7 separate regions of the Mus musculus genome follow, and all the other regions are linked to region 1. The links are chromatin contacts, called in public Hi-C, HiCAR-type, HiChIP or PLAC-seq and promoter capture Hi-C maps. All regions are on one chromosome and are shown on one strand. The core of a region is the stretch at or near the end of the contact, and the rest is flanking DNA. Distances in the headings are between cores, read along the strand shown. Region 1 holds the start of C030034I22Rik (RIKEN cDNA C030034I22 gene). Region 2 holds the start of Lpin2 (lipin 2). Region 3 holds the start of Myl12b (myosin, light chain 12B, regulatory). Region 4 overlaps Myl12b (myosin, light chain 12B, regulatory). Region 5 holds the start of Tgif1 (TGFB-induced factor homeobox 1). Region 6 overlaps Arhgap28 (Rho GTPase activating protein 28). Region 7 overlaps Dlgap1 (DLG associated protein 1).

Evidence for each region. Promoter capture Hi-C pulls out the DNA fragments that hold promoters and counts their contacts. Hi-C and Micro-C count contacts between places; a contact is called where the count stands out from the background. HiCAR-type assays count read pairs that join an accessible place to other places. HiChIP or PLAC-seq counts read pairs in DNA pulled down with a chosen protein or histone mark. Capture Hi-C pulls out chosen DNA fragments and counts their contacts.
Region 2: an H3K4me3 HiChIP or PLAC-seq map of pro-B cells shows a contact between it and region 1, with 4 times the contacts expected there. The contact joins the promoter of Lpin2 here to the promoter of C030034I22Rik in region 1. A contact is called at or near these places in 4 of 39 promoter capture datasets (the 3T3-L1 cell line, liver and pre-B cells) and 3 of 115 datasets of contacts at active chromatin or transcription factors (astrocytes, embryonic forebrain and pro-B cells).
Region 3: a promoter capture Hi-C map of liver shows a contact between it and region 1, with 4 times the contacts expected there. The contact joins the promoter of Myl12b here to the promoter of C030034I22Rik in region 1. A contact is called at or near these places in 11 of 39 promoter capture datasets (the 3T3-L1 cell line, the C10 cell line, the HPC-7 cell line and 9 more), 6 of 484 Hi-C or Micro-C datasets (CD4 T cells, the G1E-ER4 cell line, cortical neurons and 1 more), 6 of 115 datasets of contacts at active chromatin or transcription factors (astrocytes, embryonic stem cells, epiblast stem cells and 3 more) and 3 of 9 other capture datasets (adipose tissue, liver and pancreatic islet).
Region 4: a Hi-C map of CD8 T cells shows a contact between it and region 1, with 5 times the contacts expected there. The contact joins the enhancer-like site here to the promoter of C030034I22Rik in region 1. A contact is called at or near these places in 6 of 39 promoter capture datasets (the 3T3-L1 cell line, the C10 cell line, hippocampal neurons and 2 more), 3 of 484 Hi-C or Micro-C datasets (CD4 T cells, CD8 T cells and the G1E-ER4 cell line) and 5 of 115 datasets of contacts at active chromatin or transcription factors (embryonic stem cells and large pre-B cells).
Region 5: a contact with region 1 is called in a promoter capture Hi-C map of embryonic stem cells, with 4 times the contacts expected there. The contact joins the promoter of Tgif1 here to the promoter of C030034I22Rik in region 1. A contact is called at or near these places in 5 of 39 promoter capture datasets (the 3T3-L1 cell line, the C10 cell line, embryonic stem cells and 2 more), 5 of 484 Hi-C or Micro-C datasets (the Ba/F3 cell line, CD4 T cells, CD8 T cells and 2 more), 6 of 115 datasets of contacts at active chromatin or transcription factors (the SCID.adh cell line, astrocytes, embryonic stem cells and 3 more) and 1 of 9 other capture datasets (liver).
Region 6: a promoter capture Hi-C map of trophoblast stem cells shows a contact between it and region 1, with 10 times the contacts expected there. The contact joins the enhancer-like site here to the promoter of C030034I22Rik in region 1. A contact is called at or near these places in 3 of 39 promoter capture datasets (the 3T3-L1 cell line, stem cell-derived epiblast-like cells and trophoblast stem cells) and 2 of 115 datasets of contacts at active chromatin or transcription factors (stem cell-derived neural progenitor cells and trophoblast stem cells).
Region 7: a HiCAR-type map of astrocytes shows a contact between it and region 1, with 3 times the contacts expected there. The contact joins the enhancer-like site here to the promoter of C030034I22Rik in region 1. A contact is called at or near these places in 4 of 39 promoter capture datasets (the 3T3-L1 cell line, hippocampal neurons, maxillary cranial neural crest and 1 more) and 5 of 115 datasets of contacts at active chromatin or transcription factors (astrocytes, embryonic forebrain, epiblast stem cells and 2 more).

The regions. Positions count from the first base shown.
Region 1 is chr17:69,414,620-69,418,850 of GRCm38.p6, forward strand. It overlaps C030034I22Rik (RIKEN cDNA C030034I22 gene), which reads left to right and starts at 1,828. Exons shown (of 1, transcript NR_026848.1): 1 at 1,828-4,231.
Region 2 is chr17:71,181,754-71,185,984 of GRCm38.p6, forward strand. Lpin2 (lipin 2) reads left to right here and starts at 1,779. Exons shown (of 20, transcript NM_001357791.1): 1 at 1,779-1,991.
Region 3 is chr17:70,988,062-70,992,292 of GRCm38.p6, forward strand. Myl12b (myosin, light chain 12B, regulatory) reads right to left here and starts at 2,455. Exons shown (of 4, transcript NM_023402.2): 1 at 2,412-2,455.
Region 4 is chr17:70,972,489-70,976,719 of GRCm38.p6, forward strand. Myl12b (myosin, light chain 12B, regulatory) reads right to left here. Exons shown (of 4, transcript NM_023402.2): 3 at 2,971-3,132; 4 at 1,475-2,008. The coding sequence ends at 1,836. Among named protein-coding and RNA genes, the nearest start is that of Gm46595, 5.1 kb to the left of the region's middle. Within about 2 kb of position 1,818, at least 70 of the 459 cell types and tissues checked have an H3K27ac peak or open chromatin away from gene starts, as enhancers often do. A contact at or near this core is called in CD8 T cells, where this site is marked.
Region 5 is chr17:70,849,408-70,853,638 of GRCm38.p6, forward strand. It overlaps Tgif1 (TGFB-induced factor homeobox 1), which reads right to left and starts at 1,803. Exons shown (of 3, transcript NM_009372.3): 1 at 1,465-1,803. The coding sequence starts at 1,480. Gm36856 (a long non-coding RNA gene) reads left to right here and starts at 4,133. Exons shown (of 2, transcript XR_876932.3): 1 at 4,133-4,231.
Region 6 is chr17:67,986,972-67,991,202 of GRCm38.p6, forward strand. All of the region lies in intron 1 of Arhgap28 (Rho GTPase activating protein 28), which reads right to left. Among named protein-coding and RNA genes, the nearest start is that of Arhgap28, 15 kb to the right of the region's middle. Within about 2 kb of position 2,165, at least 144 of the 459 cell types and tissues checked have an H3K27ac peak or open chromatin away from gene starts, as enhancers often do. A contact at or near this core is called in trophoblast stem cells, where this site is marked.
Region 7 is chr17:70,631,630-70,635,860 of GRCm38.p6, forward strand. The region is part of intron 3 of Dlgap1 (DLG associated protein 1); the gene reads left to right. Among named protein-coding and RNA genes, the nearest start is that of Gm46581, 27 kb to the left of the region's middle. Within about 2 kb of position 2,207, at least 44 of the 459 cell types and tissues checked have an H3K27ac peak or open chromatin away from gene starts, as enhancers often do. A contact at or near this core is called in astrocytes, hippocampal neurons and stem cell-derived neural progenitor cells, where this site is marked.

The sequences.
Region 1 (4,231 bases), core at 578-3,077:
ATCAACGATATGATCCCAACTGAGTTGGCTTGGTGGAACCAATGAATCTATTGAGGTCAATTACAGGAACTGGTTGTACTTGACAGATCAGAGAAGGAGTCTCAGTTAAGGAAATGCCTCCATGAGATCTAGCTGTAAGGCATTTTCTCAATTAGTGATCAAGGGGAGAGAGTCTAGCCCGTGGTAAGTGCTACCACCCCTGGGCTTGTTATCCTGGGTTCTATAAGAAAACAGGAAGAAGCAAGCAAGCATCACTCCTCCATGGCCAAAGGTCAAAATAAGATGTAAAAGATCCTTTTAACTCCTAGACCAGAACACTGATAGATACGCCTTCAAGAATGTATTGGGACAGTAATTTGTATTTTGCTTGAGGAAGCCATAGTTATCAGGAGAAAACGTACATGCAAGTCAGTATAGACATTCTTGTTAAGCTTACTTCATCTCAGTCATTATGTGCACAGGAGGGTGCAAGGATGCCTAGCACACCTCAGTAGTTTTACATACTTTGACCAAAGAGTGTGGACGTCGTGAGAGAGACCCAGGTAGCACTGCAGTTAGGCAGATCTGGGACTGGCTGCTCATGTGTGCTTGGCAGTGGCACCTATCACCCCAGCTCCCATTCTGATACCTATTTGCAGTTCCCTGAACACGAACATTTTAATTCCTCTGGACCTTTTCAACTGCTATCCTTTTGCCTATAGACCAATAATTCCCCCCCCTCACTTTATTCCTGCTGATCCGTTGGATAAACTGTCCTAGGACGCTACCCTGACTCCAACAGCTGGAATAGGCACACCTTTACACTTCCAACACTCTCCCAACTGAAGCAAAATTGCACTGAAGAGTTTCTCCCTCTTCTAGTCATGAACTCCAGGCAGCATTGCCTTTCCCATAGCTCCTCCCCCTGGTGCCTCTCAGTCTGTGCCATACACTTGTCCAACTACAGTTGGACATCAAATAACAATGTGGGCTTTGCCATGCTCTGGAGACTTTTGTATTTTCTTTCCAAGACTCACTACTGATTTGGAAAGCATAAAGGGAGTGTTCAACTTTATAGACTATGAGGAGGGGCAGGTGATAGAATCCAAGTTCAGTAAGGCAAACATTTAAAGAGTCTTTGAGAAACCATGAGGGCAGGCTCAAAGAACTAGAGAGAAATCTAATGCTCTGATTTAATCTTATATTGTACAATAGATCTCTAAGTGTGGCCTCAACTATTGCTGGAAAAATACAAATACAAGTATCTTTCCAATCAGCCTGCTGAGAGAGGTTTCAGTTCTCTTTCTATTGAATAAGCATTATGCTTGGATGCTATATGTGTAACTGGACATCTGCTGAGGTGACTCGCCCAAAGGCTAAGTTGATGGAATCCATTATATACATACTCTCAATGGAACTAGTTTTTCAGTAAAAGAACTTGACACCACTAGCTACACGGAGGCCATCCTAAATGCACCAGGCAATTTCAGTACCCACAAATTTGCTCCCTATTCAAAGTAAAAAGCAAACATCCAATCTCTCTACTGGGGGTAGATTTAGCCTGGAGCCAAGTATTCACTGAGGTAGACAATGTTCCAGAAAGCTGGGAGACAGAAGTGATAGTTTCATGATAAAATTTTATTGAGATGGCTTCCAGGCCAAGGGGGAATCCATTCTTGGTTTGTAAAAGTGTTGAGAAACTGACTTAGCCCTCAGAAGAATGCACATGAATTGCAGAGAAACACAGGAAGTGGTGCAAAGATAAAGGCCTTCAACAAGAGCTGCAATTTTCTTGGAGTATACAAAGAATGAGTTTAAACAAACTTTTTTTTTTTAACTTTTTTTCCTCTTTTCTTTTTTTCTTAAAGATCTTTATAAGCAGAGAAAAACTGCCAGAAAACAGTGAAAGGAGCACAAAATCAGAATAGGGTTGGGGGGACTGCAAAAGCCAATGGTGGTGCTAGCAAGAAGCAATTAGTTTTAGTTTAAGGGAACAAGGCAAGTGGACACAGCTCAGATGGGGTGCTCCACTCATTAGCTCTTTTTTTTTTTTCCTTTTCTCATGAAACGTTATATTCACAATTTTCAGCAGGAAACACCCAACTCGCCCAAGCTGTGTTTCCTGTGTTTTCTAAACGGTATAATACGTTATTACAAAAGAAACAATCCAAACAGCCCTGTGGAGGGGTGAGAAGTAAAGAATAGTTTTATACTTAACCAGACACCAGATTATGAGGTCAAGTCATACAGCATCGTGAGAGATACAAGGAAAAACTGAAAGTGAACGCTTTCTGCCTGAACTTCTCGATCCAAAAAACAACCTTTGAGAAGAGGATGAACCAGAATGTGTAAAACTAAGTAATTCCGGGAGGAAACCCTAAGATGACCTGAGATATTCAGTCCAAGAGGGTGGGTGACACCATTTCAAAGCCAGTCTAAGAAAGGGTGGTTGAGATGCCTCTGGCAAACCCTTTCAACTTCTGAAGGTCCCAGCGCCAAGCGACAAGGGCCCTGGGCAGAGCCAAGGGAGAGCTTGACACAGACGGCCGCGGTCACAGGGCTGGAGAGTTAGGCCCCGGGTCGTGTGGTCTGGCGGATTCTATCCATTTCCGCCCAGGACGGTAAGAAACCCCAGAGACCGAGCCGTGGCGGAGCAGTTGGTCCCCGGTGCAGGAATTCGCTGTCCTCCCAGCACAGTGCACGGCTGGGAACCCGATCAGCCCGCGTGTCAGCTTGGGGCGGAGCCAAGCCTGGTCACCACCGGAAGTGCGTCACTAGAGCGGGCCGGGAGCGCAGGCCGAACCCGGAAGCAGGCCTGGCGTAGGCTGGAGCTTGGGGGAGGCGCCGGGTCTCTGAGATTTAGTGACCGAACTGCCCGCGCGGAGAGGACTGGCGGCGGAGAACTGCAGCAAGAGCAGGAAACCCACGGGACCGCGGACGTGCGCGAGGCTCGAGGCCGTGCTGCACCGAGGGGCTCGACTCGTGGCGCCGAGCGGTCACTTCCGGCCTGCGGGGGGTACTTTTTAAAGGGATAGCGGGTATTTCCGAAGCCACGGGGGCATCGCCACGCCGCGGTGTCGCCGCTGGGGCCGGGGCTTCTGTGGGTTCTAATGATTCTGCCGTACGTGCTTTGCCCTAATTGTCAACTGTTTTGTCAAGTCCGCGTTGGCTCCAAGAGAGACCTTCCCTGACGTTTTCAGTGCCCGCGGAGTGGACAGCCCCGGCGGAGCATCTGACCGCCCGCTCCCCGGCTCCCGCTGCAGCTGTCATTCACGTCGATGATGCTGTTTTCCTTAGAGATCCGAGTGTACAAATGGACTGATGCTGCAAAGTCCGTGGGTGGGGTTGGGGTGGGGAGAGTACTTCTGCCTGCCAGGTCTTCAGAGATGGGTTTACACTTCGATGAGTAGCGCTGACAAGCCACGTCTTGCAAGGGCGGTTGCATTCGACCGAATAGCACAGGTTCCCTTCACCGATATGAGCTCGGGTAGCATTCATCATCTGGAGGGGGATCTTTCCTTATCTACTTCTCCTTTCTACTGTTTGAAGTGTAAATTCGTCTTAGGTTATTGAGTTTTCAGTACTTTGATTGTATCCAAATGGAAGCATTCAAGTGTGATATTGTCTGGCAGTAAATTTACTTTAAAAAAAAAAAAGCTTACCCTGTGGACTATCACATGAGTTAAATATCCAAGATAAAAGAGTGAACAGAGAGTTGCAGGAGGACTAAGAAACACGAGTAAACATGAGTAACTGTGATAACGGTTATAATTTGCTTTAAAGATCATTTACATTTTCTTTTTAAATTTCCTGTGTATGAGTTCTTTGCCTGGATGTGTGTCTATTCACGATGTGCTAGAGCAACCAGAGCTCTTAACCACTGAGCCATTTCTCCAACCCCCAAAGAGTATATATTTGCCTTTTGAGAGAGAACAGTTTTTAGTCGTTTTTGTCATTTCCATGGACGTGGGAAATTAAAATTCCAAATTTATTTCTTGGCTATTTTACTAGGAAATCTAACTTAATAAAACGGTTGTTCTGTTGAACCTATAGGTCATACATTGGGATAAGATAGTTCCAAAAGTGCAGTTACCACCTCGATGTACCTTAATGTTAGTCATTAAAATTCTCTGAGTGGTGTGGAAAAGTAAATCGTACACATCAAAGAAGGGGCTCTTGGGATCTAGGAGGGGTGGGACAAGGCTTAAACAGACACCTTTCAGTCTCAGGCTTAGTCTGGAGGACATGAAGT
Region 2 (4,231 bases), core at 529-3,028, 1.8 Mb after region 1:
GATCAGTCCTGAAATAATATACATACAATTAACATGTATGTGTTTATGTTATGAGCAGGCTGATTTATATATCTATGAATGTATGTATAAGCAATGAAAAAATAGAGGCCATGAATATGAGCGAGAGCAAGGAATGCATGAGATGGGTTGGAGGAAGGAAAAGGAAGGTGAAATGCTGTAATTATATCCTAATTTCAAAAATAAGAATTATTAAAAATAAAAACAAAAACAAACAAACAAACAAAAGAATATGCCGTTCCATGGCTTGTAAGGAGAGGCTGCAGTGCACGGTGGGGAAACCCCGAAAGGACACAGAAAGATATTCTTAAACAAAACATCAAGACAGCTTGCAACTCTAGAGTCAAAACATCTCGGGCCAAACTACATTAGGGGCAACAAGGTCTTCTCTCTTTGAAATGAAAGATACATCTAGACTAGCAGACCGATGATTGGTGGGGGAAGGTTCTTGGCCATGAAACTGGAAGGTGGTAGGGTCAGAAGGTGAGGAAAGACTCTGGGCAGTGAAGCAGATGGGAGTTGGGTGTGCCCCAACTTTACAGGTATCAGCTGGGGGAAGTCGAGGAACAGTCAACAAATATTTAATTAGTTCCTCTTCTGCCTCAGTAGTAGCATGAAGCAGGCAGCCACTAGAGAATGAGGAAAATACTATAAACATGAACCAATCCTTCTGAGTAAGGTGTCAAAGCCCAGAGGGGGCGGTGACAGAGGAAGGGCGGGTTGTCTGCTGCTTTCTGCATGATGAGAGGAAGGAAGCGTGAGAATATTTCCCTCCCAAGGTAGGAGGTAATGAAACTATCCCGAGAGAAACAGGAAAAGTCAAGAATGAGAAGCTAGAGAACAAACAGTAACAGCGTGTTCTACAGTCTGGGCTGCAAGCTACATTGGGCTCCCAATGGGAATGAAGGTGTAGCTGTTCCCAGTGCATTGACTTGGGGATTGAGGACTGGGTTCTCTGGGTTTAATTGCACTTCCCCACAGCGGAGGAGTAGTATTTCTCGAGCATTTACGGGAAACTTTCAACCTTGAAAACATTTCTTTCACTGGTAGATCAGATGAAGAGCCACGCTGAAGTGAAAAATCCCAGTAGGTTTGGGTGTCTCTGTGGACCTTGGTAACTACTGAGGCAATCTGGTTGAATTCCACACGGCGGTACTTAGGCAGGGAAACGAAAGGTTTCCCGGGTCCCAGCACAGACTATGCTCACCGCGCTTCATTGTTGCAAAGAAACTGCTGTGCCCAGGCCCATACCGGAGAGAGTTTGTATAAATGCATGGCTCAGCGGCCGGAAGACTGTGTCACACTGTTCATGCTCGCGGTGAGCACGAAGAAATTAACAAGCATTTAGAAGTGATGCCATGGCCTTCCATCGAAAGAACCAGCTGCAGATATACAAGACGAAAAACAGCCGCCGTCACTAACACTCGCAGCTGCAGCCGTTAAAGTGCACTTTTTAAGTAGGCGGTGTTATCACCGAGCTCCAAGGGTAAATAAGGAAAGATACGGGTTCTGCAGTGATCCCATGATGGTGCACTCGCGTTACGCGGGGACACCATTATGCAGCAGACCGTTTGCACTCTTTTTTGGTAGCTGGACTCTGAAGCCCGACGCAGCGCCGCAAGGTTGCCATGGGGACCGGAGGAAACTTTTTTTTAAAGCGCCCTTCTGAGGCCGGCGCCGGCGTCGAGCTGCTCTCTCCCCGGAGGGGCCCAGGGCTCCAGGCGCGCGGCCGGCGGGGGCGGAGCTCGCGTCACGTGGCCGGGCCGGGGCGGGGCGTGCGCGCAGTCTACCGCCAGCTCGGCCGCCGCCGCCGCTGCTGCCGCCGCCGCGTCCCATTCATGAGGCCCGGCGGGCTCCGCTGTAGCCCGCGGCTTCGGAGGCGGCGGCCCCGCCCCCTGCTCCCCCGCTTCTTGGGGCATCCCTGCGGGGCTGCACAACAGTCCGCCGAGTGAGAGCCGCGCGCGGTGCCGCAGGTAAGCGGGCCGGAGACAGCGCCGGGGCTTCCCGGGGGGCCGCGTCCCCGCTCGCGGCCTCGCCTCGCGTGGGCCACGTAGCCGCGGCCGCGCCGCCTGAGGACGCGCGGGCGTCTGCGGAGACCCTCACGTCGGCAGCGGTCCTCCGAGCCGCGGGCGGCGCGCCCGGGGACCGCAGCCCCGGGCCTGGGGGAGGGGAGCGGACGCCGGCGCGCGGTCGCGGTCATCCCCCGGCCGGGACTGGCGAGGTGCAGTTATTCCCTCAGGCCGTTGGCTTGCCCGCCGCCGCCGTCGCCGTCGCCGCCGCCTCCTGCAGGCCGCGGACCTGGTTTAGATGTGAGTAGCCTGTTGCCGGCGACCCCCGGGGCCCTGGAAGGTTCTGTCGGCTGTGGGAACCGGAGCTCTGAGGCCCAGTTTTGAGCGCCGCGGATCCACCCCAGCCTAAGAAAATTATTTTCATTCAAATTTAGGATGGCGTTTCGGAGCCATAATTATGCAGAACAAGACTAGGAAGATCGCCCTCGCTTTCAGAAAGTACTGGAACGCAGGATACTTGGAGAGGCACTGAGGGATTACTGAACAAGCGGCCACACACTTATTTTAATGCATCTTTGAGACTTAAAAAAAAATTAAAAATGGAAACTGAGGCTCTTGCATGGCGCTGAAGCTCATTTGCCCAGCAGTAGGGATGCTGGTTAAGTTGGTACCGAACCTCGCCTCACTAATTTAAAACGTTATGATAACACAAGTTGAATTTTGAAATCTATTTTGGGATCATTTGCCGGTTAGTGTCTGTGTTGATCCGACATTGATTGCTTTCACTGGCTTAAAACTACGAATCGTGGCAGGTATTGCTAGACTGGGTTAGCAACCCAGCCAGCCACCAAGTGTGGGAGGAAACAGGTGTTTTAGCCCTCGTTGGGCTGCCCTGCCCGGTGTGCCCTCTCACATTGCCCGTGGGTAGCCTCCTACGGGCTTCCTCCTAGTTAAATGTGTTCTTGATTGTGGTTTATCGGCCCCAGCGATCTTCAAGTTCGAGGTAGTAGCAGAATAGCTGTAGCATGCTAGAAATGAAATGGCTGGGTCTACTTTCGCGTTTGTGGCAAAATTGAGATTCGGCAGAGCAGCTGTATGCTTAAGAGGCTCTGGAAATGGGAGCATTTGAAAACCCTTGAACGCCAAGTGCAGTTAAGCAGATAAAGGGATAAAGGTCGGAGCTTTGTTTCTTGAATGGCTGTATGCTTGTTCTCCTTGCTTAGCCTTGTGCGTTTTGGTTTACTGACTGGACTATCCCCTGCACTGGGCACAGGATCCCCGCAGGCAAGACTCCAATAGCTGTTTATTACTAAGCACAGAGGCTGGCTTTTAGAAGAGCTTTGGTTGGGGCTTCTTGAGTGAAGAGAAGAAGCTGCAAGCAGTTTGTCCTTGTAGGTCACTGGGAGCCAGTGGAATGAAATGAAATCATCAAATTTTCTTGTATGGTATGCCTTGGATGGGATAATCTTGGTGCTATCACGGGTCAGAGGTGGTCAAAGGTTAGGCCAGTGAACATTACGGTGGACATTTTGTTGTGTTTAAATATTAATATTGGACTTAAATATAGTATAGGTCACTGCAGCTATCCTCTCTGATGGTGTGCATAATATACTTCAGAAGTGGGACAATGAGTTGGAACCCTTCTTGCTGGGAGGTGCACTGGTGCCTCCCTTAGGTGTTCAGCAGCCTGTGGGCAAGATCTTAAGTCTAAGTTAAGCCTATGTGTCTTGTCTTTGAAATCCTCTGTCTGTCCCCAGGGCCTGTTGTCACTTTGTTTAGGGGTGGGGCTGTAGGAAGTGTACCCTCTCAATCAGCTGGTCAGCAGGGTTGCAGGAGTTGATTTGCAACTTTGCTTTAGCTGTGTCTGACTCCCTTCATTGCTAAGTAAATTAATACTTTTGGCTTAGGTTCAGGGTCCTAGGACCTGTCACCTTCATGGCAAAATAGCTTATAGCTTTGTAGTCGGGCCTTCAGTTGTCAGAATCCAGTGTAAACAATGTCTCATTAAAACATTGGAATGGGGGCTGGAGAGATGGCTCTGTAGTTAAGAGCATTGACTGCTCTTCCAGAGGTCCTGAGTTCAATTCCCAGCAACCACATAGTGGTTCACAACCATCTGTAACGGGATCTGACGCCCTCTTTTGGTGTGTCTGAAGACAGCTACAGTGTACTCATATATATAAGATAAATAATTCTTTAAAAAA
Region 3 (4,231 bases), core at 1,205-3,704, 1.6 Mb after region 1:
TGCCCTTCTACTTGGATGAGAGTCTAGGAAAACTGCTTGCACATGGCAGGTGCCCTGGCAAGCAGCAACATATATATAATTATCCCATCGCAAACAATACTGCATACGCAAATGTTCATGGTAAGGTGCTGGATTTGAGCACCCCTAAAATAAGGCTTTCCCCCCAACCCCCACCCCCCGAATCTACACATGAATCTGCTCACACCCAACCACCTCACAAAGCCCACCAGTTGGTTGGTTACCCCTGGCTCAGTACCTGGGAGGAACATTTATTAACGCAGGAGCAGGCTGCAGGTGGACCAGGCACGGCGGTAAGCATGCCACACATATTAATAATTAATCCCCACAACAGCTTATAACATGAGCGCTGTTGCTATGCCAACCTTCCTAGATAAAAACTAGGAAGGGGCAGAAGCAACACCTAAGGAATCCAGCCTCGGGACATGTCCCTCCAGCCCTGTGCCTTTCGTATCAGCAGCTGCAAGGGCCGACCATGAAAACTTCAGCCACTGGCAAGGCTGCTGTGTTCCTGGAGCTGATGTGAAGTACGATGCCTGCCATGCTGAGGACACAGAACCAACCAAGAGGCGTCTTTAAGGTCTGTCTGGCCTCGCTTTCTCTTCCAAAGTCCAAGGACCTGACCATGGGGAGCACGCCTGTAAAGAATGTAATAGGCTACGGCTACATCCCTCTAATGCCTGGAAACAAGTCCAGAGGTGACACCACACCCAGAGCCCAAAGGGACTGTCCTGGATATCGTGTTTTTCAAGCCACTTTATTCCTCTGAACATCATGTAGTCTTTTTTTGGTTTGTTTGTTTGGTTTTTTCGAGACAGGGTTTCTCTATAGCCCTGGCTGTCCTGGAACTCACTTGTAGACCAAGCTGGCCTCGAACTCAGAAATCCGCCTGCCTCTGCCTCCCAAGTGCTGGGATTAAAGGTGTGCGCCACCACCGCCCGGCGGTAGCAAGCTTTGAGGCTCATTTGTTTACCTGTCCTCCTCCTTTGCACATAGTGAGTTCTGATACCCTTTTCTCCTGTGCTTGTGCCAGGTAAGGGGAACTTCAGAGGGAGGAAGGGAAACCTGCTTCGCCCGCCATGTTAAACTTGTCACAGAAGAATCAAAGACGCTGGTAACCGGGGCAGATGAAAGCCATCCCTACACAACTGTATCATTCAACCTTGGGGGAATGGGGATATCGGTCCCATCCCTGGCTTTCCTAACTTTGGCCAACCATTATCACCCAGGGATCTGTCCTTCATAAGCTGCAGCTCAGTGAACAGGTGCCTTTGTGTGTGTGTGTGTGTGTGTGTGTGTGTGTGTGTGAGAGAGAGAGAGACAGAGAGAGACAGAGAGAGAAACAGAGACAGAGAGACAGAGTGAGGAGCAAGTGGATAGAAAAACCCTGGTGGCATCATATGAATTCCTGAAGTGATGTTCCCAGGCAAATGACATCACCTCACTTAAGGGTTTATTGAAGGAGAAAATGCTGTGATATTTCTCTAACACACAGGACTACAGCCAAGCCATCTCTAGAACAAAAGCTGTCAACCCGATTCCCTAAACATCCTTTGTCGTGTTACTTCCTTGTCGTGGGTGACTCCCCAAATCCTCTTACGTAATTTTTCATTTCTCATCGAGTTTTCAGTACACCTCTAAAGAAAGAGGCCTACCTTGGCTAACTAACTACGTTATTTTATTGTATAGGGTCTCGCCTGGGGTCGTGTGTATCCAAGAGCCCTACCCTAACTACCTTCCTCTTTCCCAGCTAGTACTCAGTTATTGTTCTTCTCCCTTCCGGCTGACCACCCGCGCTTCTTGTGCACATAATACGATGCTCATCTTTTGAGCTTTTTGCTCGGTACCTCCTAGCAGAGATCCACCAGTTCATCTTGGATCCCTGGCTCAATATGTTCTCCATTCTTTCCAGCTTTCTTCGAATTGTCCTCTAACAATGAGCTAAATCTTTGCAAGACCTAAGACCCAGTAAGGATTTATGCAAATCAGCCCATTTTAGCATTTGCTAACCAGGAACTCTAGTACCAGTTCCTGGTTTCCTCTGGCAGGAACCATACACCAGCGGGCTTCTCCTCCCCCAACGCGTCTAGAACAGATGCACGCAGTTGCGCTAACACACAGCTTGGACCTGCAGCCTGCAGCCTGCAGCCGCGGCAGGTGCGGGCAGCCGGGCACCAGGTGTCAGTCATCGGATGTCGCAGGCCCAGTGCACACGGTCCCGGGGCCTCGTTCGGCCAGGGTTCGCCAGCACAGGAACCGCGTAGGGCCTCGAACCGAGCCACCTCCGCTCCACCAGCCGATGGTCCAGCCGCCCGCAGGCTCCAGGCGCGGTTGCGCAGCACTAGGGACAGATGCGGCCCGGGAGATGCCCCGCGGGGTCGAGAGCCACTCACCTGACCTGATGCTGCACACCCGAGAGGATCCGACCGGCGACTGCGACCAGCGGAGGTTGGGGCGGGACAGTGGCGGCGCCGCACTTCCGGCCCGGGGGCGGGGCGGAAGGAGCACCGGCGAGCCCGGCGCGACCAACCGTGGCAGGGGGTTGCTGCAAGCGTTTCGAAGACCCGGAGGACCCAGGCAGCCAGCGGCGGAAACTAGCCTGGCTGCACGACCCGACGAACTCAGCCCCTGTAGCCGCGAGTACATATTCCCCAGCTCACTGGCACGGCATCCTCCTGCCGCAGCCGCGCCGGCTTGCTGGTCTCCCCGGCTCCCAGCGCAAGTCCCGCGCCCCTTCCGCATTCCCGAGCCGAGGGCGGAGCGCCAGCGCTGGAATTTGACCCGGGTGGGCTGGGAGCCGCCCTGGTTTGGGGGTCCCCTGGCGCCTGCAGCGGGCAGCCCGAAGTTGCCTGATTTAGCAGAGGGCAGTTGGCCTGGTTAAACTGAGTTTTAGATAAACAATGCTCAAGAGAAGGAATGTAATCCGGAAGAGGGCGGCGGCTGAGCACTCTCCAGTGGGCTCCAGAAACGTTCTCGCTTATTTGAAATTGCACTCCAGCCAGTGGCCTTTACTTTCTCCCCGCCGGGAGGTCATATTCTAGAAGTCTGATCAGAAATTCCGTGTCAGACGGTGGTGGCGACACCTTTGATTCCAGCACTTAGAAGGCTGGGGCAGCATCTCTGTGAGCTGAAGGCCAGCCTGGTCTACAGAGCTTAGTTCCAGGACAGCCACGCTACACGTAGAAAACCACCTCCCTTCCTACCCCACTTCCAAAAGAAATTCCTCCAAGGCAGGAACACTATGGTCTCCAGCACTGAGTATCCGTGTACTTCACAGCAGTCCAGACAATACAAATACAACTTAGGGGCCAGCAAGATGGCTCAGCAGGTAAAAGTGCCTGTTAGCACGCATGACTGAGTTATTTTCTCAGGGCCCACAGAGAACAACCAATTCCTGTAATTTGTTCCTTGAGCCCCGTATGCAGGTACCAGGGAATGTGCAGCCTCCTCCCCAAACTAGTAGATAAAATGTAAAATAAGATAATAATCCTAATAAATTGAGGGTGGCTTTAAATATGCGCTTGAAAAAATCAGGGTCTGGGATTGCGTAGGTCAGAGGTGGAGAATAGGCGCCAGGTGGTACTGATGCTGTATCTTTGATCCTATTTGTCCTCAAAAATCATTGCTTAAATAATTATGTTTCTTATAAAGTTATGGCACTTTCAGGGTTTGTTACATAAGTCTACCACCACTTCCTAGATCCTCACCCTAGGCAATGTAAAATCAGTTAATGAGCAGGATGTGGTGGGCACAGGCCTTTAACCCTGGCATTCCAACGGGTAAACTTAACACAGCAAAAGTCCCTCTCAAAAACCCAGAGTGCGCACAGGGAGGTGGGTCAGTGGCTAAGAGTACTTGCTATGCAAACAAGAGGACTCAAGTTTGAAGTCCCAGCACTCATGTAAGGGCCAGGCTTCCCCTCTTTCCAGGGAACCACAAATCGGCTCCATACATAAACACCCCCCTCTCCCACATTTCCAATTTCTGTAGCAAACGAAGGAAGCGCTCCTATTTCAAATGAGGAAGATGACATTTTAAAACAACCTGGCCACATGAGGGCGGGCGCAGATCCACTTGGGTACCAGGTGGGGTTTGGTTAACCACACCCAGCTCCAGATAGACTAGACGCTGCTTTTTATCATAAAGGGACCATTATGAACAGCATGAATTCATTTTATAAATGAATAAATAGGTCAACAAAGAATAAGTAGCT
Region 4 (4,231 bases), core at 568-3,067, 1.6 Mb after region 1:
GACAGGGTGTAGCCCAGGCTGGCCCCAATACTATATACCCAAGATGAGCTTCAACTTCAGATCCTCCTGCCTTTGTCTCCCCAGTGCTTGAATCACAGGCCTGTGCTGCCAACACTTGTACTTTTATGAGGTGTTGGAGATGGACCCTGAGGCTCCACGAGTAAATACCAGTGGCCCACATCCTCAGGCCCCTTCACGCCATATCTTATCCTAGTCGGCCATCACTGGGAAGAGAGGCCCCTTGGTCTTGCAAACTTTATATGTCCCAGTACAGGGGAAAGCCAGGGCCAAGAAGTGGGAGTGGATGGGTAGGGGAGCAGGGCAGGGGGAGGGTATAGGGAACTTCCAGGATAGCATTTGAAATGTATATAAAGAAAATACCTAACTAAAAAAACTACTCACGGGGAGTGGTGGTGCATGCCTTTTATCCCAGCACTTGGGAGGCAGAGGCAGGCTGATTTCTGAGTTCGAGGCCAGCCTGGTCTACACAGTGAGTTCCAGGACAGTCAGGGCTATACAGGGAAACACTGTCTCGAAAAACCAAAACCAAACCAAACCAAAAACTACTTAAAAAAAAAAAAAAAAAGGTTTATACACACACACATACACACACACACACTAATGGCCATAGACCTCAAAGAGGACACTGTTAGATTTATTTATTGGACATTGATTTTGCTTTGTCTTAAACATTGAAAGTACCTCTTGGTACCCTACACCAGTCTTTTCAATCCGGCCATAATGAGACACAGCTAGACTGGAGGTCAGTGGGCCAAGGATAGCCGTGTCTGCTGCACCAGCTCAAGCCAAGTGACTGCATCCCTGGATGCTGTGGTTCCCTCGATGGTTTTACATCTTTGCTGCCTCTCTGTTCTACGCGACACCGCAACAATGAGCTTTTCAAGCACAAACCATGTTTCCCCCCCCTACCTACAGTCATGGGATTCCCTATCTCGACTCTACATCGATGACACACTTGAAAGCAATCTTCGTGTTCTCATTCATTACTGTCATTGTGCTTTGGGTGAGAGTCTGCCTTGCACTAGGATCGCTTCCTGTCAAGCAGACCTCAACCAGGCTGTATCTCCCAGGGAGCGTTTCTGTCCACTTTCCACCATGCAGTGTTCTTGGTCACCACACGGTATTTATGTGGCTTTGCCTCTTCTGTCTGTCCTGGCCCTTAGTCAGCAACACTCACAAGAGCATGCTGGGTAACGGGTACTAGATAAATGGCTTGGTGTCTATTTCTGTCTAGTCTTAGTCACACGACAAGCCACTTGCATTTCCCTAGAAGCAGCGAGATAAAGATCAAAGGTGTAACTAGCTCTTAAAGACGCTGAGGTGTATTTAAACTTCTGAAGATGAGAATGTGGCAAAGTCTGAATTTTACAAAGCTGGAAACCTGAAGAAAGGAGCACCCCACACTATCGCTCGTTTGTTTTATACTCCACTTGAGTCAGCATCATCTTTATTTCAAAATAACATTTTTATTATATAAAAATGTAAAAAAAAAAAAATCCAGCAAAACCAGAAATCCGGATATATTGTCCTGGGCTTTCACAGTGGTTCATTTTTTATTTGCATCTCGTTTTCAGTACAATTTACAACATTGTCCCCCGTTCCAGTCTGATTATGCACATGCTAAGTGACAGAAAGGGCCTGGAATAAATACATTTAAAAAAAAAGCTCTCAACTAAGTGGCACACAGTAGGCCCTATGGGGGAGGGGAAGTGACTGAGAAACTAAGTGGCACGCAGTAGGTCCTATGGGGTGTGTGTGTCTGAGACAGGAAGTGAGCAAGCAAACGCAAGAGGCGTGTCAGCCGCCGCAGCTCTTCAGTCATCTTTGTCTTTCGCGCCGTGCTTCAGGATGCGTGTGAACTCAATGTAGTTGAAGTTCCCCTTTTTGTCAATGGGGGCCTCTCTGTACAGCTCATCCACTTCCTCGTCTGTGAAGCGGTCGCCCATGGTGGTCAGCAGCTCCCTCAGGTAATCCTCCTGGATGGTGCCTGGAGGGCAACAAAGGGCAGGCTCATGGCACAATGTGACAAACCAACCCCTAGTCAGCAATTCGGCACTCTCATCCACGAGCCGCTTCCCAGCCCCTCCAGAGCACTCTATGAACACTAAATTGATTTTTAAAAGTGTCAAAGTAGAGATAACTCAGTAGTTAAGAGCACAGGCAGAGCCCAGCACCTCCTGTCTCACAACCATTTGTAACTTTAGTCCCAAGAATCGTATGCCTGCTCTGGCCCCTGAAGGCCACCAGGTGTGCATGTGGTACACACACACAGCTGTAATATTTACACACAGAAAAGAAAAACAACTTTTTAAAAACCACAATATAGAAACACAAAGTCCAGTCAAAATTAAGAGGTGGCTGCCCAGAACAAGAGGCAGTTTCACCCAGAGCCACTGCAGGGACAGCCATGTGCCAGGGCCATGGGAGGGAGATACCAAGGTGATGTGTGAGACCCAGCAGGAGGTTAGTGCGGAATAAAAGGAGAAATGACTGAAGAAGGAAGGAGGAGGAGAGGAAGGTGAGATGGGAAGGCTTTTCACACTGAAATGTGATTCTCCAGACAAAACAGAGCAAAACCCCAGGTAGCCCAGAGACACAGAACACTTCAAAGAACACTTCAAGTGCTCGTGCTGTAAACTATGCTTTTCAGAGAAGCCAGGGGTCTCAGAAAGCACAGCTTTCACTGTCCAAGACTACCTAACGATACATTTGATTTTGTTAGGAAGCTTGAAGCCAGATGCAAAGGTGCATGAGCTAGGCGAAGCCGTTCGTTTCATGACCTACAGCAGATCTATGGCCAGGCCATTTTCGGTTCTACTGCCCTATTTTAAAGTAACAAGCTTGGTTAGCTTGTTTTTGCTTTGACTAAAAAAATTTTACACATTAAAAAATGTCCTAAAATATGCTCCATGTACCCTCAAGTGAGGACACACACACACAGCGCGTTACCTGTGGCTTCCTCATCAAAGCAAGCGAAGGCGTTTCTGATGACGTCCTCGGGGTCAGTGCCGTTTAGCTTCTCCCCAAACATGGTGAGGAACATGGTGAAATTGATGGGGCCCGGGGCCTCGTTCATCATGGCGTCCAGGTAGGCATCAGTGGGATTCTTCCCTGTGAGGGCGCACATTGGAACAAAGGAGAAAACCCACTTAGGTTGGCATGGTTTGGCTATCGCTATGCTAGCACACTTATTATTTTAAAGGTTTTTATTACATGTACATGTAATATTCAGGATAACACATGTATGGAGGTCTGAGGACAACTTTCAGGAGTTGGTTCTCTGCTTCTTCAAGGGTTCTGGGGATCAAAACCCACAAGCGTAAGACAAAAACATCTTTCTGTGCGGAACCATCTTGCTATCTTCTTCATTGCTTTTTATTAAAAATCAACAACAACAACAACAACACCCCAAACTCTCAGAGTTTGACAGGCAAAACACCATACTATCACAGGCTGAATATTGATTCTACATTGGTTCATCAAGGGTTGTCTCAACAACAGCAATTACAAGACAAATCAACATTTGTCTAATCGTTTTTAATCATGATACAGTTGCCCGTGGTCTGGTATGCTTCAAAATGACTTATAAGCTCATCATCTGAGTTAAACCTTTTAGGTCAGCTTACGGCTTGCAGCTTATTTTGAATGATTCTATAGAAAGCACTGTCAACCCAAGTGCTGTTACTCTCCTGCCTCCTCCTCCTGCGTGTTGATGGATGAGCCACCAGGCCATACCTGGACTGGAACACTCACAGTAAAGAGAGACCCTGATTTAAGTGCCTATCGAAAACAAATCGTAGGACATCAGCTAGAGAATTCCTGACAGTGTGTGCGTGCGCATGCACTCGCCCGCATCAGTGCCATGGAGAACTCAGAGAGGACTAAGAACGATTTCCAGGAGCCAGGCCTCTCCATCCTGGGGCTCACACTGAGGTCACGAGGCTTGGCAGAATTCACCTTCACCTGGTGAGCCATCTCATCAGCTCCATTTACGGTTTTTACAAAAATTTATTCCCCCTCCCCTCCCTCTCTCTCTTTTATAAAGAGCTTTATTATGGAAGTCTCTCTTCTTGGGGTCCACTTTGAGTACCACCACCCTTCCTTCCCAGACAACCACTGTTAGTTATGTGTGGTACGGTACCTCTTTGTCCATTTGTTCCTGACCTGTCCTCCACCCACAGGATACTGCCTACTGTATATCACTAGCTGC
Region 5 (4,231 bases), core at 553-3,052, 1.4 Mb after region 1:
TTTTGCATTCCCGCACCCCGGAGCCACACAAAACCAAACTACCCTCATTGAGGTGCTATTGGAGCGGAATGCCTCCCACGGGGGTCTAGATCTGTCAGCCACGTCAAGGGGTGACAGAGGTCTTGAGAAGATCCCTAAGTTTTCCCCAGAGCTCAGTTAAACTGTCCCCCAACTCAGAGCGCCCACACTCTGACTGTCCCAGGGTGGAAAGGAGCAAGGAGGCCTACTTAACCAAGTACCCGGGGTCTTCATGAGTTCCGTATGTTTCGGGGTCTCTCACAGAATAACATCCACCCAACTCTCTAAGGTAGGAAGCGCGGAGAAACCCCGTGAGGAAGCGTGTTTGGCGGCAGCTGCTATAACCGTGTTCCGTTGGAACTGCAGTCGCGGTCTAGGTCTGAAAGAATGTGGAGTAACAAACTCGAGGAAGCTCCCGGGCATGCGCACCAGCGCCCCCTTCCCCCCGCCCGCTTCTCCAAGCGATTAACTTCTGTTTTGAACCACTCCACATAAATCACAACAAAAAAAGCCAACTCCAGTCCACGACTGGAACACTCGAGGGACCTCCCAGTCAGGGACTCCAAAGTTAGCTTCAAAAGGGACTTCACAGTCTTTGACCTTTTGGGTTTTTTTTTTCCCCCCTTCCTCCCCAGTGTGTTTTGTTTTTAAACCAGACTGACGGCAAGTTTTAGTTGTAAAGCTTTGGTGGAAACAATGACAGCCTCGCTTTTTGCACTTACAACCAAGCCTGCTTGTCACACTTGGACAGTTTTCGACTGCATGGTACTTGTGTTCTAACAGCACACGCGGTCCTAAATTCATCGTGGGAAAACTTTCAGAAACTAGTAAAAATTTTAAAGTCCATCTTTCCAAAGCTATGCTCGCCCTAGGGCGATATGTGTGGGGGTCCCGGATCACATTCCTTTGATAGTGAAAAACACATCTCTTTAAAAAAAAAAAAAAAAAAAACATTGCCAGGATCCGGCGAGGAGTGAGAGAACACCCGGAACTACAAACTTTTAGACAAAAGGTAAGGCGACTGGAATTCGCCAAGGACCCCCCACAGGGAAAAGCGAGGTGCCAGGGTCTCCTAGAACATCAACCGCAAAGCCCTGCCCCAGAAACGGCACTAGAAACCACGCGGCGCCTGGGCCGAGCATGGGGTGTCAGGAAGACAATGAAACTTGGAGGCGTACAAACAAGGCGCTGAGCGTGGTTCTTGACAACGTGCCAACAGCGTGGCGCGGCTCAGCCTCCCCACAACAGCCCCTCGGGTTGTGTCTAGAAGGAAAAGAACACCAACTGCCATCAGAGACACAGCCTCAACAAAGAGAACAGCCACCAATCCAGCCGGGGAGCCACTGGTCCGAAAAGTCCCATCAAGTCAGTGTTCTCCCGATCCGGCGCGGCCCGCACATGTCCCGCACTGGTGCCCCGGGCGCTCACAGCCCGCCGCCACCTTACCCTTCTTGCTTTTCATTCTGGAACTCGAGTCCCAGTGAGAGGTGAAGCTGGGGTTTCTAGGAGCCAGCAGCCGTGGAGTGGCGGGAGGGTAGTCGATGATCCTCCTCCTATACTAGTGCTCCGGTAACTTACAAGAGAGTGTTCCAACCACTATTGCTAAACAAGGTGCTCCGGTCTCAGGCGCTGGCTTCTGGGTTGGAATTCAAGTGACACTTGGGCTTCCTCCAGTCGGGATCTTCTGGCAGCCAGCCGGGGGTTCTCCCTGGCCCAATTCCCTCCCTCCCTACTCAGCTCCTTTGTTTCCCGCTCCACTCGGCGCACCTCGGCGCTGTCAGAGTGAGAGAGCAGAGGGAAGGTACAGGAGGTCCTGCCTCCGCCCCCAACCGCCCGCCCCGTCCCCCGCCCGCCCCGCCGCGCTCCTCTGCCCCTCCCCCGCACCTTCCAGCTCCACAACCCTGGGCCTGGGGGCCGAGATCACCCGTCCCTCTACGCGCTGGCGGAACCCAGAAGCAGGGTCATGCCTGCCTGCCCGTGGCGAGAGCACCATCTCCATCCCTCAGCTCTCAGCGGCCACACTGGTTTCTCTTTTGGGGCCTTTCCTCCCCGGGCTAGCGAAGAGTGCATTTAGTTTGTAAAGGATGGAGAGAGGTTTAAGGACATCTCCTCTGTCCACCCCAGAGAAGAAAAGACACCCCCATCCTTGTTTTTGACAGCTGCCCCAAACTTCACTGTCTCTGCTCCAGCCGCCGGAGGCAGCAGCTTCTGATTCAAGGGGTGGGGCACCGAAGGAAAAGTATTCCAGACAAGAATCAACTTCTTCCAGAAGGCGCAGCTGCCATTGACACGCGGGCGCGGCACAGCGCACCCTCCTCCTCGTGGACTCTTCTGCCAACAGCGACAGTGGGGGTGGGGGGAGGCAGACATAGTCACCGTGGGCAAATGTCTATTCCCCCGGGCTAAAGCTCTGAGTTCCGGATTGGATTGCAAGGCAGTTTCGAAATCTAACACGTTGCGAATAGACACTTGTCATGCTCACATGCTCTTTAAACGTCTGGGCTAGGGGGACGGCCAGAGCGCGCGTGTGCCCCACTGCGACTCCCCCACCCCCACGCGCCTTTTTAAAAAGATGGGGGACTACGCCGGGACTGCTCATCTGTTTCAGTAAACAGTGTCTACTTTGTGTGCTAATATCCCACCAGAGGACACCCTTCAGTATTTCAAACAGAAACTAGCCATTAAATAAACACTCATTCCTATTGGTTTATTTTGCTTGAGAGGGGAGCTCCAAAGAGTTGAACGAAGAATCGAGAATCGTCCCCTCCCCAAATACAAGCCAGATGCTGTTATGGCTGACTTCGAGACGCGCACGCCCGCACTTCTGGGTCTAGTTTTCACCTATGCCCGGTTGTTTAAAAAAAAAAAAAAAAAAAAAAAAAAAAAAAGCAAAGAAAAGCAACTGTCACATGTCACAGAAGACTTTCCCCATAGAGGGGGGGAAAAACCCCAAACGTAAATAAGCTGAGCAGCGACGTCACCGCCGGTGTCTGTCTCCAGTTTCGGCTTTGTGGCTGTTCTGGTTTTGTGACCTCGGTGGAGATCCGGCAGGAGGAGACAGACCCGTAAAAACAAGGTTAAAGCCGAGCCACAGTAAGGCGGCCACAGGATGACCCGCTAGACTTTGGAACCTGTTTATGATTATGTTGGAAATTAAAGCAAGCCTCCGCCGCGCCCCCTCCGAGGAGCGCGTTAAAACCCCGAGTCAAAAAAGAAGCTTGGGTGGTTTTTCCAAAATGAACCAACTGGAGGAAGAGTCACAGTAAGCAGGCAGGAACCTTAAAATGACCCTCCCCCTTCCCTAAATCCTGTGGTTTGCAGAGTGCTCCCTAAGTGAGCACACGCGGGCATCAGCGCAGGAGGCGGTTGCACGACAGTGTCCAGGGAGAACCCAACGGCTGGCAAGCCCCCTCTGCAAACCGCCCTGGCGCAGCGCTTTCCGGGACCCGGCAGGGGATGACTCAGCTGCTGCGCCCCGGTGCGGGACTCATGTGGTGCGGGAGGGGGCCACGGAGGGCCCAGCCGCCGGTTGAGGGCCGCCTCGCTCTGGGTTTTTGGTGTTTGTGGCTGGGATTGGTGGCTCACATCCGCCGGGGACTCGGGAGAGGAGGGAGAACAGACTCGGGGAGGAGGAGCTGGACCGAGTGAGTGGCAGGAGCCGGGTCCGGACCCGGCGGTGACTGCCTTGTCATTTTGTTTGCTAACTTGGACAGCGGCTTCAGGGTCCACCCCACGGAACCCGCCTCGGGTCCGCTAAGCCCAACCCACGGCGGCTCGAGGCCAGAGCGTTCTTTCCCGGCGGTTACCCGCGGCCACGCGGTGGCTCTCATTATGTACACAAAGGTAGCTTTTCTTTTCTCCCAAGTCAGCCTGGCTAATGAATGCGATTCTCCGGCCGCACTGATGGAAACCGGGTTTACAAGGTTTGAAAACAAACTTTACGGGGCGAGCGGGAGCAGAGAGAGAGAGTAGAAGCCTCTTTCAAACTAGGACGGGAGGAAAACGCAGAATTAAAAACTCACCGTGACGCGAAGGCCAGCTGAACTCCGCCAGTGCACACCTTCTGCTCGCATAAATCTTTTCGAGGCAGTTAAGAAGTCGGAGCGCGCTGGCGGAATTCTGAGATCAGCTGAAGCCCTACGGTGCCCCTCCCCCACCCCCTCCCCCACCCTTAAGGCTGGAGCCAAGCTCGGTAGCAGCCTTGCGTTCCTGC
Region 6 (4,231 bases), core at 915-3,414, 1.4 Mb before region 1:
TGGTTACTCTGCAAATGACAGAGGTTTGATTGGCCCGTGCTTCTGGGGAATGGGAAGTTCAAATAGCAAGGAGTCAGTATGCTCACAAGGGCTTGATGGCCATGTCAGAGCCCACAAATGCCAAGAAAAGGGGGCTGACTGCATACGGAAGGGGCCAAGCATGGAGAACAGCCCTGCTCTATTACAGCTTGTGCCCGGGAGAACTAACAGTCCTTTACAAACCGCATCAATTCTCCTGAGAATGTTGTAGCAAGATCTTTAACCCCTTCTTCTAGGCCCTGCCTCTAAAATATCTTCCTCTTTTCACTATCATCGGGGACAACCAAAGGGCGACCAAGTCTCCAAAATACAAACCTTGGTGCTCTCTCTCAAACCTCACCCAAACCACACTATGCGTTACCCAAGGAGGAGAAATGGACTTTAGAAATGCTAGGCTTCTTCTTTCTTCACTGTTGTCAGATTTTCAGTTCTTTGGGTTTTGTTTGTTTGTTCGTTTTTATGTTTTGTTTTAAGTTCCCTCCTTTAAGGATAGCAAGGAGCAGGGAGGGCAGAAAGGAGAGTAGAAGTTGACATGTGGAGATGATCAATGCAGGATATATGCATGCATAAACTGCCACAGTAAATCCCATTCGTCTGTGTGATCAAACAGTCCTAACGGTAATCTAGACAAAGCAAATACATAAATAAAGAGTGACGGGAAACAAATGAGCAACTAAAGAAGCCCCCTTTGTTCTGCCTCATCTGTCAATCATCCCTCTCAAGGCTCCTCTGCAGGATCCAGCCGCCTGCTGCCCCCACGGCTGTACTCAGCTCCCCATTACCTCCCACTCCTGCATCCAACTGGCTTCTGCCTCCATAACTCTATGAAACCCACAGCAGCCAAGTTCATCACACTAAAAAGAGCCCATGAATGAGTCTCTGTTGTCACCCTCACTTGCCATTTTACCATTGTTGATGCTGCTGATAAATGGTGTTGGCTCACATGTCCCTGCCCTCCTGGTTACTGCCATGGCTTTCAGGCCCTGCCAACCTCCTCCCATCCCCCTAGCTAGTAAAACTCTTCAGGTTCCATCCACTGCTGTCTTTAGGACTCTCCCACCCAATCCTCCCCAGTCCAGATGTGACTGTCCTCGACACGAGTCTCCCACGAGCAAATGTTTCTCAAAACCTTCCTAGACATCCATCCTCAGAGGACTGTCTGATGGGCATCCAAGCTTCTCTGTCTCACCAGCCTACAGGACCAAATGCCACCTGGGAAACTCAGTGCTGACCCGCAATCACCATTTATTCAATACCTAGAATGTCAAATCTTAGTCGATACCCCCAGACAGAACACAAGTCATGGTTCCTAAGGTCTGTTGTGTAGCCACCAAATTCTACAAACTTCTTTTGCTGGTGTCCCCATTTCATTCATGGCCACATGACCTGCGTTAGGTCATCCCCACCTGAACGACTTTGTCAACCAGCTACCATTTTTCCACTCCTTTTAAAGTCGTATTTTATAGTCTAGAGGAATGGAGGCTGAGAACTCACTGGGCTGCAGGAAAAGTAACAGCCAGGAAATTATTGCAGTTTTATTTATTTTTTCCCCCCGAGACAGGGTTTCTCTGTGTAGCTCAGGCTGTCCTGGAACTCACTGTGTAAACCAGGCTGGCCTTGAACTCAGAAATCTGCCAGCCTCTGCCTCCCAAGTGCTGGGACTAAAGGCGTGCGCCACCACTGCCCGGCTTGAAACTGCAGTTTTAATTTTATGGATCTCAATCCAAATTGGTCTTAAACCAAATTTAGAAAACAATGAATGAAAATTGGTTTGAGGAGGGTGTGTGTGTGTGTGTGTGTGTGTGTGTGTGTGTGTGTATGTATGTATGTATGGAGACGTTGAAAGAGACAAAGGGGTGCGCAGCCTGGGTAGGAATTGGTTAACTGATGGTTAGTGTTCCTGAACAGCAAAGCATTCCCCTGAACTCCTAGCAGAGCTGGTGCTGAAGTGTCACCTTGCATAGCAAGGACTTTCTGAAGCTCTGGCATCCGGGGAGTATCGCGTTTGTTTAGGCTCGGTCTAATCAGAATTTGCCGCAGTGGGACTTCTTATAAACAGTGAGTCATGTTGTTTTAGCTGGCCCTGACTCAGGGCCTCACAGGGCATGACACAGCCTCAAACACACAGGCACAGCGTACAAGGCCAGCTCCCTCCAATGACACGCGCCAGAAGCCAGATGAGGACTCGTCCTCCAGTACTGGGCTTTCTGCAACTAACCACAATGTGGATTTGACAGGAAATAGTCTCCAAGTAGACCTAGAGATTCCAGAGATGGTTCAAATTAAGAGGGAATGGAGTTTAGGTTAAAAATTCCAGGCCCAGGCATCTGTGCTTGGGTTTTCAAAACAGCATGTGTGGAAATTTTCAGTCAGCTCCCCCCACACACCCCACCCCTCCCCCATCCCCCATTAACTGCTTGGCTGCTTCACTGAGGTCAGTAAGTGTTTTTCTTTCGGATGCCAACGAAACATCACAAGTCTGTTTTGCCAACTCTGAGTTACACTGGAGGAGATAACATGACCGGGATGTCGTCCCAGCACCGGAGAGGAAACTGAGGAAATTACGTTGTCACTGATACTACCTCTTTTTAAAACCTTGGTGTTTCCCAGCAAGGAGCCCCTTTTCCCTCCTTGTGGTCCTGGCTCTTGGTCTGACTGAGTACTGCAGACCATGTCAGGGGCCTGAATGGATGCTACACGGGAGCTAGAAGCAGGTGACCAACAAACAGCCAAAGGACCTTGAGAGCAAATAAGCCCAGAAGCCCCAACTAAAGACCTGTTTCCCTGCCTTGCCTCTCTGATAAAGCCATGGAGGCTCTGCCTTCCACGCTCCAGTCACCCCTGACAGGTCACAGGAAGCTTAGTTTCTGTCATCAAGATACTCAGAAGTCCTAGGCTGGCTAAGTGCAGGGAATGTCACTTCCTAAGAGCAGGCAGTTAGCAGGAAAGGCCACACAACTATTTACTTGAAGCTAACAAATTGTCCAATCACGGGGCCTTCTTCGCTGTCATTAGAACTAAACTTTATCGACCCCAGTGCCTGAGAAAACAGACACGGGCAACCAGAGCCTGGAGGCAGATCTGAATCTGGCTTCCCCAGAAGATTCAAAGCCAGACCAAGAGGTCCAGTTTCTAAATGGGGGCCATCTTAGGTCAGCATCCTCAATGTATAAGGATCGGTGATGGATAGGGGTTGTGCTTAAAGCTTACAGCACAGGAGGCAAAGGAAAACAACAACATCCCCCCCTCATCCTGCTGTTGAAAACCAGGTATTCCTCGGTTACCTGGCTGGCCTCAAATTCCTGGACTCAGCTTCCCAGGTATCTGTCGCTCAAGGCGTTCTCTTGAAATTATATGGAATGCCCACAAGGATCTGGGACACAACTCAGCTTCTAAAGTAAAAGCTGAGACCTCAGAGCCTCAAACGACAAGCGGTCGAATAACTGAATGGGTAAGAAGCCAGCAATAGTAAAAACCTTTCTGGATACACTATAACCAAGAATTGATTTAAAATCACACACACACAGACACACACACACACAGACACACACACACACACACACACACACACACACACACACACACAGGACCACCTGCAGGTGTTTGTGGCAGTGGAGTCTCCTATTGTGTCCCTCCACACTGCTCATGTCGGTATGCTGCACCGACTAAAGCACCTTGGCTCAGATCTGAGACTGAAGACAGGAATTTCACTGTGCACATAAACTTTTCTGTTCAGACAGAAACAACAAATTAAATAGGGGAAATGTTTACTATTCTTCTACTACATTCTCCAGCACGTATAAAACCTTTGGCCTGTGCTATTTTAGAATGTTTGATTCTTTAAATTACTGTTCAAATCCTGAATAATAAAAGAACTGCTCGAGATATCCCTATTCCTGATCTCAAAATGTACTATAGAACTACAGTAATAAAAACTGGATGGTATTGACATTAAAAAAAGACGCATTGATCAATGGAATTGAACCAAAGACCTAAACATAAATCTATCTACCTATGGACACCTGATTTTGGGTAAAGAAACACATACTGGAAAAAAAAAAGACAGTTATCTTCAACAAATGATGCTGGTCTAACTGGACGTCTGCATGTAGAAGAATGCAAATAGATCCAAACATCACCCTGCATGAAAGTCAGCTCCAAATGGATCAAAGGCATCAACATAAAACCAGAC
Region 7 (4,231 bases), core at 957-3,456, 1.2 Mb after region 1:
GTGTCCGTACACACAGAGAGACACACCACATAAGCACACACATAAATAAAACAAAAAACTTAAAAAAAAAACACTATGAGGAAAATAAAAATACCAACTCATGTTGGAATAATGGGGTCTCTCACCAGCAACCCTAAAAGCAGGAGAGCATGGAACAATGTATTTCAAGCCCTCAAAGCAAATAATTGCCAAGACTGCTACATCCAACAAAGCTAACATCTAAAGTCGACAGTGAAAGAAAAGATAATTTAAAACAAAGACAAAGGAACAAAACCAGAGGTCAATAGCAAGGAAAATAGCAGACACTCCACAAATTCTTGGAGACGGGGCAATCTCTGTTGAATGACAAACGTAGATTTGAAGAAGTCGGGAAGGAAATGTTATAACTGCTAGAATTAAATGAAAGCCAGACTTGCCAGAACTTTCTGAATACAGATAGGCCGTTCTAAGAGGAGAGTTCGGGCTGCATGTCAGTGCGCCCACTGAGGAGATTTGGCAGCAAGGGCTGGGTATCTACACTTGCTCTTGCGGTTGACTGCTGGTGGTTCCCTTAAGGGTTTCCTTCTGAGGTAAAGAGAAGTTACTTCTATGAGGGTTGGGAGCTACACTCATCTGTGGGCATGAGGACAGATGCCCACAACACAGTGCCTGCACCTAAGACTCAGGGAACACTGTGGGAGAAGGGATTGGAAGATTGCAAGAGCCAAAGGATCAGGAAAACTGCAGTGACATTGTGTCTCCAAGGAACCACAGGGAAGCTACATTCATGGAACCCAAACAACATGGTGGCCTAAACCAGACCTGAAAAAGTACAGCACCAACTGAAATGCTGGATGTCATGGGGAACCTAAGAAATACTGAGACCAGGAAGATGTCTTCTTCAGGGATGAACCCCCAATAAGTGATCAATACTAGTGACCAGCCCTGAAACCACGTATACACAAATAGCAGTATACAGACTGAGCAGGACATATTTATATATTTAAACACTCTTTGTGTGTACATATAACTATATGTATATATGATAAATATATATAATTTAAGACATACAGTATATATGTCCTGATCAACAGAATTGCCCTTTAATTAAATAATAGAAATAGGAAAGTCCACAAATATTTAGAAACTATAAAAATGAATTGTACATAGGCCAATGAAGAGATGCCAGGGAAATAAATATATAAATTGTGTTTGTGTGTAGAGAGAGAAAAAGAGAGAGAGAAAGTAAGAGAGAGAAGAGAGAGAGAATAACGATAGCAACTGAAGAATAGGACATGATTCTGAGAGAGAACAAGGGAGGGTGACTGCCAGGCCAACCATGACTACATAGCCAGAATTCCTAACATAGAGATGGTTGGGGGGGGGGAGAAGGGGGAGGAGGAGAAGGAAGAGGAGGAGGAGGAGAGGGAGGAAGAAGGGAGTCAGAGACACACAGAGAGAGACAGAGACAGAGACAGAGACAGAGACAGAGACAGAGAGCAATAAGAAAACCTTTGCTGCTTTTACATCAGACCCCATGGTAAAACAATAAAACACAGCACTGCGTTCATACTTCTATCTACTTTCAATTTTGTGTCTTCCTCTGAAGGCTGTTGGCCATTTTTTGTCCTGAACCATAGAAATGTTATTTCGGGAGTGGGAGAGAGTCTGGGGCTGTTTTACCATTGGATGCTTATCTTTTCAGCAAAGCTGGCCATTGCTAGTTAGAAGTCTTCTGCGGCACAGCAGGTGGTCACCCTATCTCAGCCTGGGCATCAACTCTGCTCAGGAGCTACTTAAACCCAAAGCTTTGTGGTTTAACTCCTTATCTGTAAGGCTTAATCCTCATGTGACGAATGGAAGCCTTAGAAAAGATAATCACAGAAACTCAAGTTCCTAATGTCCTCTGACTCTTTCATGAAATCACCCATGAAACAAACATTTTTTTTTAAACTGAGTGAGAAAATTACCCTGCATTTTTCCCTGAAGGTTCCTCTGTGGCTGCACCAACCACTGCTAATTCTTCAGTATGCACCACCCCCTTCAGGCGCTTTCTGGAACTGACACTCCAGCGATGTCCTGGAAACCAGAGTGCGTCACCTTGGAAACACTCCAGTCTTCCTCTAGACCTACAGTTATTTTTTCCCACCACTGGGCTTCTATTGGGCACCAGAGAGAGCAGGACAGAACATAAGCGCCTCTTTCATTAGAGGGGAGACAAAGGCCGGTTCATGAAGACAGCAGAAGAGGAGGGCTCCCGGGGTCAGAAGAGGGAAGGACAGAGTGAGTCTTAATAGTCTAGCCTGGCCCCCTGAAAGAGGAGCTTTGTGCATTAATTCTCTCCCCTCGGGGCTCCACAGCACTTGCGTTTCGTGGGCTTTACTCATTGTGATCTTGGAATTTTCTGCTTCAGTAGTGTACAGTCTTTAATTCTGCTGCTACCACAGCAAAGAACATTTTAACCAGAAAGCTTTGTCCCTTTTCATGTGTTAGTAAAAGGCTCTTCAGTGATGCCTTGCGGAGAGGTTAATCCATATTCAACAGGTGAATGTTATTGTCCTGGCTAGTTTTAGGTCAGCTTGACACAAGCTAGAGTCATTTTGGCAAGAGGGACTCTCAACTGGGAAAATGCCTCTGGAAGACTGGGCTTCAGGCAACCATTTTCTTAATTAATTATTGATGTAGGATGGTCCACCTCATTGGTGGATGATGCTACCCATGGGCTGGTGGTCCTGATTGCTATAAAAAAGAAGAAGAAGAAGAAGAAGAAGGAGGAGGAGGAGGAGGAGGAGGAGGAGGAGGAGGAGGAGGAGGAGGAGGAGGAGGAGGACTGTGTAAGCCATAGTGAGCAAGGCAGTAAGCAGCACCCATCCATGGCCTCTGCATCAGCTCCTACCCCAGGTTTCCATCCTGTTTGACTTCCTGTCTTGACTTCCTTCAATGATGAACTATGATGTGAAGGTGGGAGCAAAATCAACCCTTTCCTTCCCAGCCTGCTCTTGGTCATGGTGTTTTGTCACAGCAATAAAAACCCTAAGACAATTCTCTTTTTCATTCTCTATGGCCCAAAGCACAAGAAATTAGTATAATTTACCTCAACATGAAATTAATACAGGTGAATAGAACTCATCTTTTCAACCCCAAAGGGCATAACTGGGAAAGCCAGCAAGACTAGTTATTATTCTCTTTGTACTTAATTGATTGAGTCGGAATGCATGTGGACATTTAAATACTGTTTCTATTCAAGTGATAGTGTATTCACAGATCACATTTCTGTTTTGCTCACAAAGCTTTGAAAGTGTGTCCCTGCCTTGTACTATGGGCAGTTACAGCTCGTGTTCAAAATCTGTGAAGTAGACAACTCTGCATTTCCTAGAAACTGTTTTGTTGTTGCTGGGATGAATGAGAGCTTACTCCTCTGAGTTTCAAAACCACCAAGTCTGTACAGCTAAAGCTGAGGGAAAATACAGTGGGTGTGTGTGCCTTCACCTACATTCAGTGTTGCCTTTCAAATGCCTTTTCCTGTGGCTACCTCTGGTTTTCTTGTGTCTTAACAGCCAGTGCCATGTAGGCAAGAAAGGGACAGTGTTCAGGGAACCAGTCTGGTCATTAAGAGTCACTTGCCTTACCAAAGACATGGAGAAGAATAATCAGGGAATGCCAGCCCTGTCCTCTCTCCTCCTGCCTTCCTTGACTTCTATCTACTGCAGCATTGACCAACTCTGAAGAGGAAACTGATTCAGGGTCAGCACAATGTGCTAACCAGGTCCGCGAATCCACTCCTGACAGCAGATCCTTAACATCACCCCTGCTATACACAGAGACCCCAATTCACTAGGACCAAAGTTTGAAATATTGGAAAGTAACATGAGTCTACTTACTCCGGCACAAAATTATCAATGTCAGATGTTTTTTGGTAGCTTGTACTATCTCTGTTGGACGTGTCCAACCACATAGCAACACCATGTGTTTACATGCATGTACAAAATTTACATGCAAGACCTATGATCAACTTTATGTGCATGGACCTGTACAACTCGTGTGTGCGTGTGTGCATGTGTGTGCGTGTATGCGTGGTGTGTAGTGTTTCGAGTGAGTTTATGATTTTCCGTGTTTTGCACTATTCATCCCTCCCTTCAGACGCATGCAGCTGTAGACCAGACATGCCTAGATTGTCTGCAAGTGCAATGGTTCTGAACCAAACTTCCATCTTAAGATTCTGTAAAGCACATGGAGCTACAAACGTAGCATG